Regions from separate parts of the Gossypium hirsutum genome. Here region 2 is linked to region 1. The links are chromatin contacts, called in public Hi-C maps. All regions are on one chromosome and are shown on one strand. Each heading gives the region's core, a stretch centred on a gene start, on an enhancer-like site or on the middle of the called end of the contact. The rest is flanking DNA. Distances are from core to core; before and after follow the strand shown.

Region 1 (3,783 bases), core at 98-2,597:
GGACGCCATAAAAAACATCAAGGATGCTCAATCAGCAGCAAAGCACTTGATTGAGGCAGCAGTTTCTAAGAAGAGCAAAGATGACATATCTTGCATCGTTGTAAGGTTCCGGTGATATATTTCTTCCGATGAGTACCGAATTAATGAGAAAATGAATAGCTAAATATGTGTATACCATGCCACGTTTTTTATCCTCTTTATAGCTATAGTGATTGTTGCAGCCTACCATAAAACTGTTTGTATGTAAAAAGTTGACCCAGCTTTATAAAAATGACTACTTGAATTGTCTGCAACGTCATCGTTGATGATATGTTGTTGATTTTCAATGTTATCAAGGATAGGACCGTCCATGCCTTCAAGGCTTCCATACATAACTGAAGCATCATCATGACATGTGAAGGGTGACGATTTTGAATGGTTTCTTCCTTTAATAAAGATTGTTACAAATAAAAGGAAAAGGGAAAAGGGAAAAAAGAAAAAAGTACACTCTTATGGTGATGGTGATGGTGATGATGATGCATGTTGATGTTGTTTGTTGTGTGTGAGTGCGAGTGTGAATGTGTGTAAGACAATGAAAGGATTGATGGATGATTCTTTCCTTCATATCCTCTGCCTTTCAAGAAGTTAAATTTCCATGAATATTAAGAATATATTTGTAGAATATGTTGTGCTTATCATCCAAAAAGGAAAAAGAAAATCAATAAATTGCTAGCAAGTTTTACTGAGTACAATCCATTCAACGTATAAATATAAATACATGTTGTCGATTTATTATTAGTTTAATTGTTTTCGATATTATTATCAATATAAGAGGATATGAATTCGAGAGTATTAAAATGCAAGTAACACAAACAATTAATTTATAAAATGGATAAATTTATTATTCATGTATAGCATTTTATTTTTTAAAAATGTATTTATTTTGATGAATTAATTTGTCTCGTTATAAATTAATATAGTTAAAGTTTTTTAAAATATATATATATAAGCTTTCAAAATTTTAAAAAGAAAATTCACGTTAACATTGTTTTCAATTTCTTATTTTGAAATTAATAATTTAAATTCTCAAGGAATAAAAGTATTTATTAATTATAAAAAACTAAAAGGAAAAACTAACTTAACGAGTAAGAAGTTACTTGGGTAAGTATTTATTAATTATAAAAAAAATAAAAGGAAAAACTAACTTAACGAGTAAGTAGTTACTTGGGTACAGTAATGACTGAAACCCCTTGGAGAAGGGGAAAAGTCTCGGTCTTCCCGCCATCGTTGACCTTAAGCACCAATACAATTCAAACACGTGTAAAATTCAAATAAACCTCCCACCACTATTAATGATCCTCCATTCGAAACGAAAGATATACACGGGTCACCCAAATTCCCAAATTTCTTAGAAACCCTAAATCTTCTCTAATTGTTTATGCCCATTCTGCCCTCCCATAAAAACCGTTAGAGATATTCCTAGGGTTTGCATTTGCGGTTTGGAGGATAAGCTTTTAGACAAAGCCAAATCTTGGATTTGAGGAATGGCGACTGCGACGGGACAGGCGAACGCGAAGAGAAAGCCGGTGTTCGTGAAAGTGGAGGATTTGAAGCCCGGTACGAGCGGGCACACTTTGATCGTCAAAGTGGTGGAGATGACCCCAGTCAAGACTTCCGCCAGGCCCAACAGGTCCCGTGCTCTCCTTTCTCGACCTGTACCTCCGGCCCGGATCGCTGAGTGCGTCGTTGGGGACGAGACTGGCACCATCATCTTCACCGCACGCAACGAACAAGGTATTTATTTTTCTCTATCTATATGTATACACTAGTTTCATAGAAATTTATAGCCTCTGTATTTAGATCGATTTTATTTGCTCAGCGTTTTATTGGGTCAGCCTATATTTCATAATAAACCAAGTTGGTTGTACTTGTATAGACGTTTTGTCTTTTCTATTTCTATTTTGGGGACTATTTTAGTAGTCTAGAACAGAGTATTATTTGGAAGGAAAGAATTCTGACTGCAAGACTTAATTGAATTAAACAAGTACCTATGTAATATCATGATTTTGATGTTGGTGATGCAGTTGATCTTATGACAAAAGGTGCAACCGTGATTTTACGTAATGCTAAGATTGTTATGTTCAAGCGAACAACAATGAGGTTAGCAGTTGACAAATGGGGACGGATCGAGGTAACCGAACCTGCTAAATTCGCAGTTAAAGAAGATAATAATCTTTCTTTAGTTGAATATGAGCTTGTTACTGTTCCTGACCAGGGCATGAATTAGGGCCTTTGTTTATTGTGAGTGAATGATTGAATATATATATTTCTAGGAAGTTAATACTTTTTAAAAAGTAACCATTGGGCTTGATTCTTGGCTTGGTTTTGTGTCATGATCAGTCCTTTGAGATTGCGGTAGTACTTATTAGTATTGGACATATTTCATTGTGAAATCGAGTTTAATTCTCTTTTGCTTCTTGTTTATGTTATGACTATCATCAGCTTAAAGTTGAAAAAGTTAAATGCAATAAGAAAGCTGTTGTTCACTTTGATTTTCTCATTGGTGATATTATTGGTTTGTCGGGATGAATGCTAAATAAGTTCAGGTTATAACTTTAGAACACTTATGAAACATTTTCCCATCCAATTTCAAGGTGTTTACATCTTGGGGTTTTTTTTCCCACCTTGCCGAGATCCTTCTTTGGAGTGCTCATTGTTGAGACACGGTTGATCCATCCTACTTACCCCACTTATTGGGGTGTTAGAAACGAGATTGCCCGTATCTCTATGATAAAGCTGCCCCTCCAACAAATAAAACAAATGCAAAGATTGGTGATGTTATTGATTAACACCAATCAAATCATTTGTGGTACATTTTTGTACTCAAATGTCTTTGAGCTAGGGAAGGCAATAGAAAATGGTTTCAAAACTTAGGAAATTCAACTTGGCTTGGCTCCTCATCTGCCCAATGAGAATATCAGCTATATATACATACATATGATACTCTCTTAGGAGGAAGAACTGTTTTAAATTCATTAAACGTTCTCCAATCCTACGAATACTAGTCATACATGATCATTGGAAGCTGATACATATGACACTCTCTTAGGAGGGAGAACTGTTTTAAATTCATTAAACGTTCTCCAATCCTCCGAATACTAGTCATACATGATCATTGGAAGCTGATTGAATAGAAATATTTACATGACTAGAAGTGCATATTCAAGCTTCACACCTTGAAGTAAGACAGTTCAATTCTTTTCAAGACCCTGACAACGACAAAGAAGGTTTTGGACCTGAATATAAAACAGTTCTGATATCATGTATTCATTAAACACTCATGCTTTGCATATTGTACCTGACAAAATTTGTCTAAGCTGAATCAACACTTGCGCGGCCATCAAGCAAATTAACCTAACAAAATCTAAGTATGAAGATGGTCAATTTATAGAACAAATCAGCCAGAATGCATGGGCAATGTCAATGAAAAATAAATAAGGAAAAAAAATAAGATGAGGGGGATAGTGTCGGAATCTACCAGCGCAACACAATCGACGTAGCACTGAATTTTATCTGCCATCATAAAATGCTTAGCAAATATGGTTGTCCAAAGCTTATAGATATGTTCTGGAGATTTAGGCTGTATGACCTCGGCATTAAGAATAGTAGTGTTGGTTATATCTTGTAAAGTCTCTCTGTCATCATTATCTGAATATCATCATTAACTCAAATGTTAAATACTAAAATTAGAACTAAAAAAAAAAAATCAGCTATACTCATGGCGGAAAATAGGATCAAATTTCA
Region 2 (3,728 bases), core at 837-3,336, 390 kb before region 1:
CATTAAGGCAATTCATGCCTTGCATGCAACATCATCTATTCTGAAACCTGCATATTCTTATTAATGCTATTATTCTCCAGCATGGTTGTGGTCCGAGGGGAAACAAGATTTATGTCTCGGGTCCATTACTTGCTCCATCCGAAAATGTTGATCAGTTGCTTAAAGAGCATGACCGTAAGATCCAAGAATTTGCTCGAAGAGCAAGACTTGACAAGATAAAAGCTGGGAAACTGCAAGCTCAAGCAAAGCAAGTGACAGAAAATTCATTGTTTGTCACCGCTCGCAGAGCTGAATAGACATCATTTTATGGTTTTTCAATCTTTGTGGTAAAGCTGGGAAAATCAGGTAATCTAAATACCAAGAGATAATTAGTTTACAGGATTTACCATGTATAGTGAACAAGAAAAAGTAGATGTTATTTGTTATATAGAGTATTTGAGCAAAAGCACTCATTTATCTTCTTTGATTTGGTAAGCTATAAATATGGCTTTTATAGGATACAATTCTCTGGCTTTGTAGGTGATTACTACTTGTGTTTTTTTTTTATACATCAATAATAGAATCAATTAGAAGGATTACAATTTTGAAACTGTTTCTTGCCATTGTCTTATTTCTTCATAAATGATTTGGAAGTGGATTAAAAAAAAAAGAAGATTTGTTTGATCCACTGTTAAGGGAGTTTAGTTTTTCCGTGGGATCTGCTTCTTAGGGTATATTTAAAAAATAAAATAAAAATTTAAAGAACAAACTAATTAAAAAAAAAAAAACATGTGACATTCTTATGATTTAAAATGTTTATGTATATAAAATATTTGGTTCACTTGGGTATTTGTAATTTCTTTTCATTCTTGCACTTAACTTCAAATCAATGATTCAATATGGACCAAATTTGTAAATTATCACCTAAAATACAGGTAATATAAGTTTGGAGACAAAGATTAGAAAGCAAGTTAAAATGCAAGTTTTAAAATTGAAATGGTCTTTTTCCGCCAACTTATAAAAACGATTCTCAAATTTTTTTCAATTAGTCTGCTTTTCTTTGCACTTAATTGAGTATTTAAATGGTTAAAATTTACTAAAAAGATTATTTGATCGTATCATGTGTAAGAATGATAAAAAAATAAAAATTAATAAAAGTTATAGAAATTATTAAATTTTAATAAAAATATAATTTTTTTAAAATTTTATAAAATCATAAGAAAATTATAAAAATTATCATACCAAAAGTAGTATTTTATAATTTTTCTATAACTTTTATTGATTTTTATTTTTAGCATTTTTTGCTATATGACACGTGTTGCAACATGTGATAACTTTAACTAAAGAATCACTTAGGTTCATTAGGTTAATGGTTAAATGAGTTTTTTTTATGTATTTTATAATTTTTTTGTATGATTTTTATAAAATTTTATATTTTTTACGATTTTTATGATCTTTTTATAATTTTTAATATTTTATATTTTTTATTAAAATTTAATAATTTTTTATTTTTATTTTTTAACTTTTTTGCTACATGTCACGTTGTAATTGTGACACGGGGTGGCTTTAACTGAAACAAATTAGGGTTAATTAACTTTAACGATCAAATGATTTTTTTAATGAATTTTGACAATTTAAGTACTCAATTGAGCACAAAAAAAAACAGACTTTAATTAATTTTTTTGAAAAAAATTGAGGACCTTTTTGATAAATATTAAAAATTTAAGTACTCAATTGAATAAAAAAGGTAAGAATTTAATTGTTTTTTTTAAATTAGGGTTTTTAACCCTTAAGCCAATTGAAATTGATTGATGAAAATTAATAATTAATGTTTTTGGGAAAAAAAATTGTTAAAATTATTAGTTAATTAAGAATTTTTATGAAATCAATTTTAAAAATTAAATTGAATATATGAAAATGTATAACTTTGGTTAAAGGTTAAAATTTGTAAATAAATTGGGGTGCCAATGAGAAAGCTAAAGAGTAATTCTTGGAATCTAATATATGAAATTAGAAGCATTCATACTACCAAGAAGATAGAAAGAGATAGTTCAAAATTGAAAGGCTACGTTGTTTTACCTTGTTCAACAAAGCCTGTATTTGTCCAGGCCACCAATCGAGTGGCGCACTTAGATAGATTTGAGTAAAGCTTTTTTTATTTTTATTTTTTAATCAATTTGATCCAGCTCAACCCTTATCTTGTCGGCTCATTACCACCCCATTCTCCACTCCACCATTATTATTGTACTGTATTTCTTACCTTCCCGCCGCTTCCTTTGCGAATATTAGTTAAACTACTTAATTATTATTCAACAATTATTTATGTGATAGATTTTGAACACTTCTGTTTGTATGTTGTTCTTTTTACGCGTCCAACACAGTTGCCTTCCTTCAAATGCAAGCTAAAATCCTAAAATGCACGCCACTCTTTACGTGCAAAACTACAGCTTTATCTTCTCTTCTTGGATCTTTAGAAATATATTCCTCATGTCTCCCTTCTTGTTTTCAACTGCAATAACCTTCCTTTTGTTCTTCCCTTGGGTTTCATCTGTTGAATTCGTTTACAATACCAACTTCAACTCCACCAATCTCTTGACTTTTGGTGATGCTACTATTGATTCTTCCATCCTCTCCATCACAAATGGGACTTTTTCTATTGGTCGTGCTTTGTACCCTTCGAAGATCCCAGTGAAGTCATCATCAAATTCATCAAAGTTACTTCCTTTCTATACTTCTTTCGTTTTCTCCATTGCCCCTCTCAAGGGTTTTCTCCCAGGTCATGGATTTGCTTTTGCCTTCTTGCCTACTGCTGGTATAGCTGGTGCCAGTTCGTCTCAGAATCTGGGTCTTTTCAACTTTTCCAACAATGGTAATCCCAACAGCAGTATCTTTGGTGTCGAGTTTGATGTGTTTGCAAACCAAGAATTTGATGATATCAATGATAACCATGTGGGTGTTGATGTGAACTCCTTGAAATCTGTTGCTTCAAGTCTTACAGGGTTTTGGGGAGGGAGTGAAGGTGATAAGTTGAAGGGATTGAAGCTTAATAATGGTGTTAATTATCAAGTCTGGGTTGATTATGAAGATTCTATTTTAAATGTTACTATGGCGAAAGTGGGGGATAAAAGGCCTATAAGGCCTTTGATAAGTGTGTTTGTGAACCTTTCTACTGTTTTTCTTGATGAAATGCATGTAGGATTTGCTGGAGCAACAGGCCAGTTGGTTGAGAGTCATAGGATTCTGGCTTGGAGCTTTAGTAATTCGAATCCCTCAATTGGTAATGCTTTGGTCACTACTAATTTGCCTTCATTTGTGCCACCAAAGGATTCTGTGTTTGAATCAACAGGGTTCATAGTTGGAGTTACCATTGGGGCTGTCTTGCTTGTTAGCTTTTGCATTGCAATGTACTTTCTTTTGGTTAGATTTAGAAGGAAAAGAAATGGTAAGAAAGATGATATTGAAAATTGGGAATTGGAGTATTGGCCTCACAGGATTGGGTATCAAGAGATCTATGCAGCAACAAAGGCATTTTCAGATGAAAATGTGATTGGTTCTGGAGGTAATGGGAATGTCTATAAAGGGGTATTGAAAGAAGGACAAGAAGTTGCAGTGAAGAAAATTTCTAATGAAAGTGAGCATGGGATTAGAGAGTTTTTGGCTGAGGTTTCAAGTCTAGGGAGATTGAAGCATAGAAATTTGGTGGGACTGAGAGGTTGGTCTAGGAACGATAAAGGGAGCTTGATCTTGGT

The links. Hi-C and Micro-C count contacts between places; a contact is called where the count stands out from the background.
Region 2: a Hi-C map of leaf shows a contact between it and region 1, with 1.9 times the contacts expected there. The contact joins the promoter of LOC107943753 here to the promoter of LOC107898976 in region 1. A contact is called at or near these places in 2 of 34 Hi-C or Micro-C datasets (both in leaf).

The regions. Positions count from the first base shown.
Region 1 is chrA04:81,416,978-81,420,760 of Gossypium_hirsutum_v2.1, reverse strand. LOC107898976 reads left to right here and starts at 1,347. Exons shown (of 2, transcript XM_016824553.2): 1 at 1,347-1,773; 2 at 2,064-2,525. The coding sequence starts at 1,524. The coding sequence ends at 2,266. It overlaps LOC107937296 (probable protein phosphatase 2C 58), which reads left to right. Exons shown (of 5, transcript XM_041111507.1): 5 at 1-731. The coding sequence ends at 115. It overlaps LOC121228206 (a long non-coding RNA gene), which reads right to left and starts at 3,697. Exons shown (of 3, transcript XR_005925766.1): 1 at 3,518-3,697; 2 at 3,338-3,403; 3 at 3,166-3,248.
Region 2 is chrA04:81,805,475-81,809,202 of Gossypium_hirsutum_v2.1, reverse strand. It overlaps LOC107943753 (probable L-type lectin-domain containing receptor kinase VII.2), which reads left to right and starts at 2,086. Exons shown (of 1, transcript XM_016877545.2): 1 at 2,086-3,728. The coding sequence starts at 2,395. It overlaps LOC107943755 (probable serine/threonine-protein kinase At1g54610), which reads left to right. Exons shown (of 8, transcript XM_016877548.2): 8 at 81-589. The coding sequence ends at 296.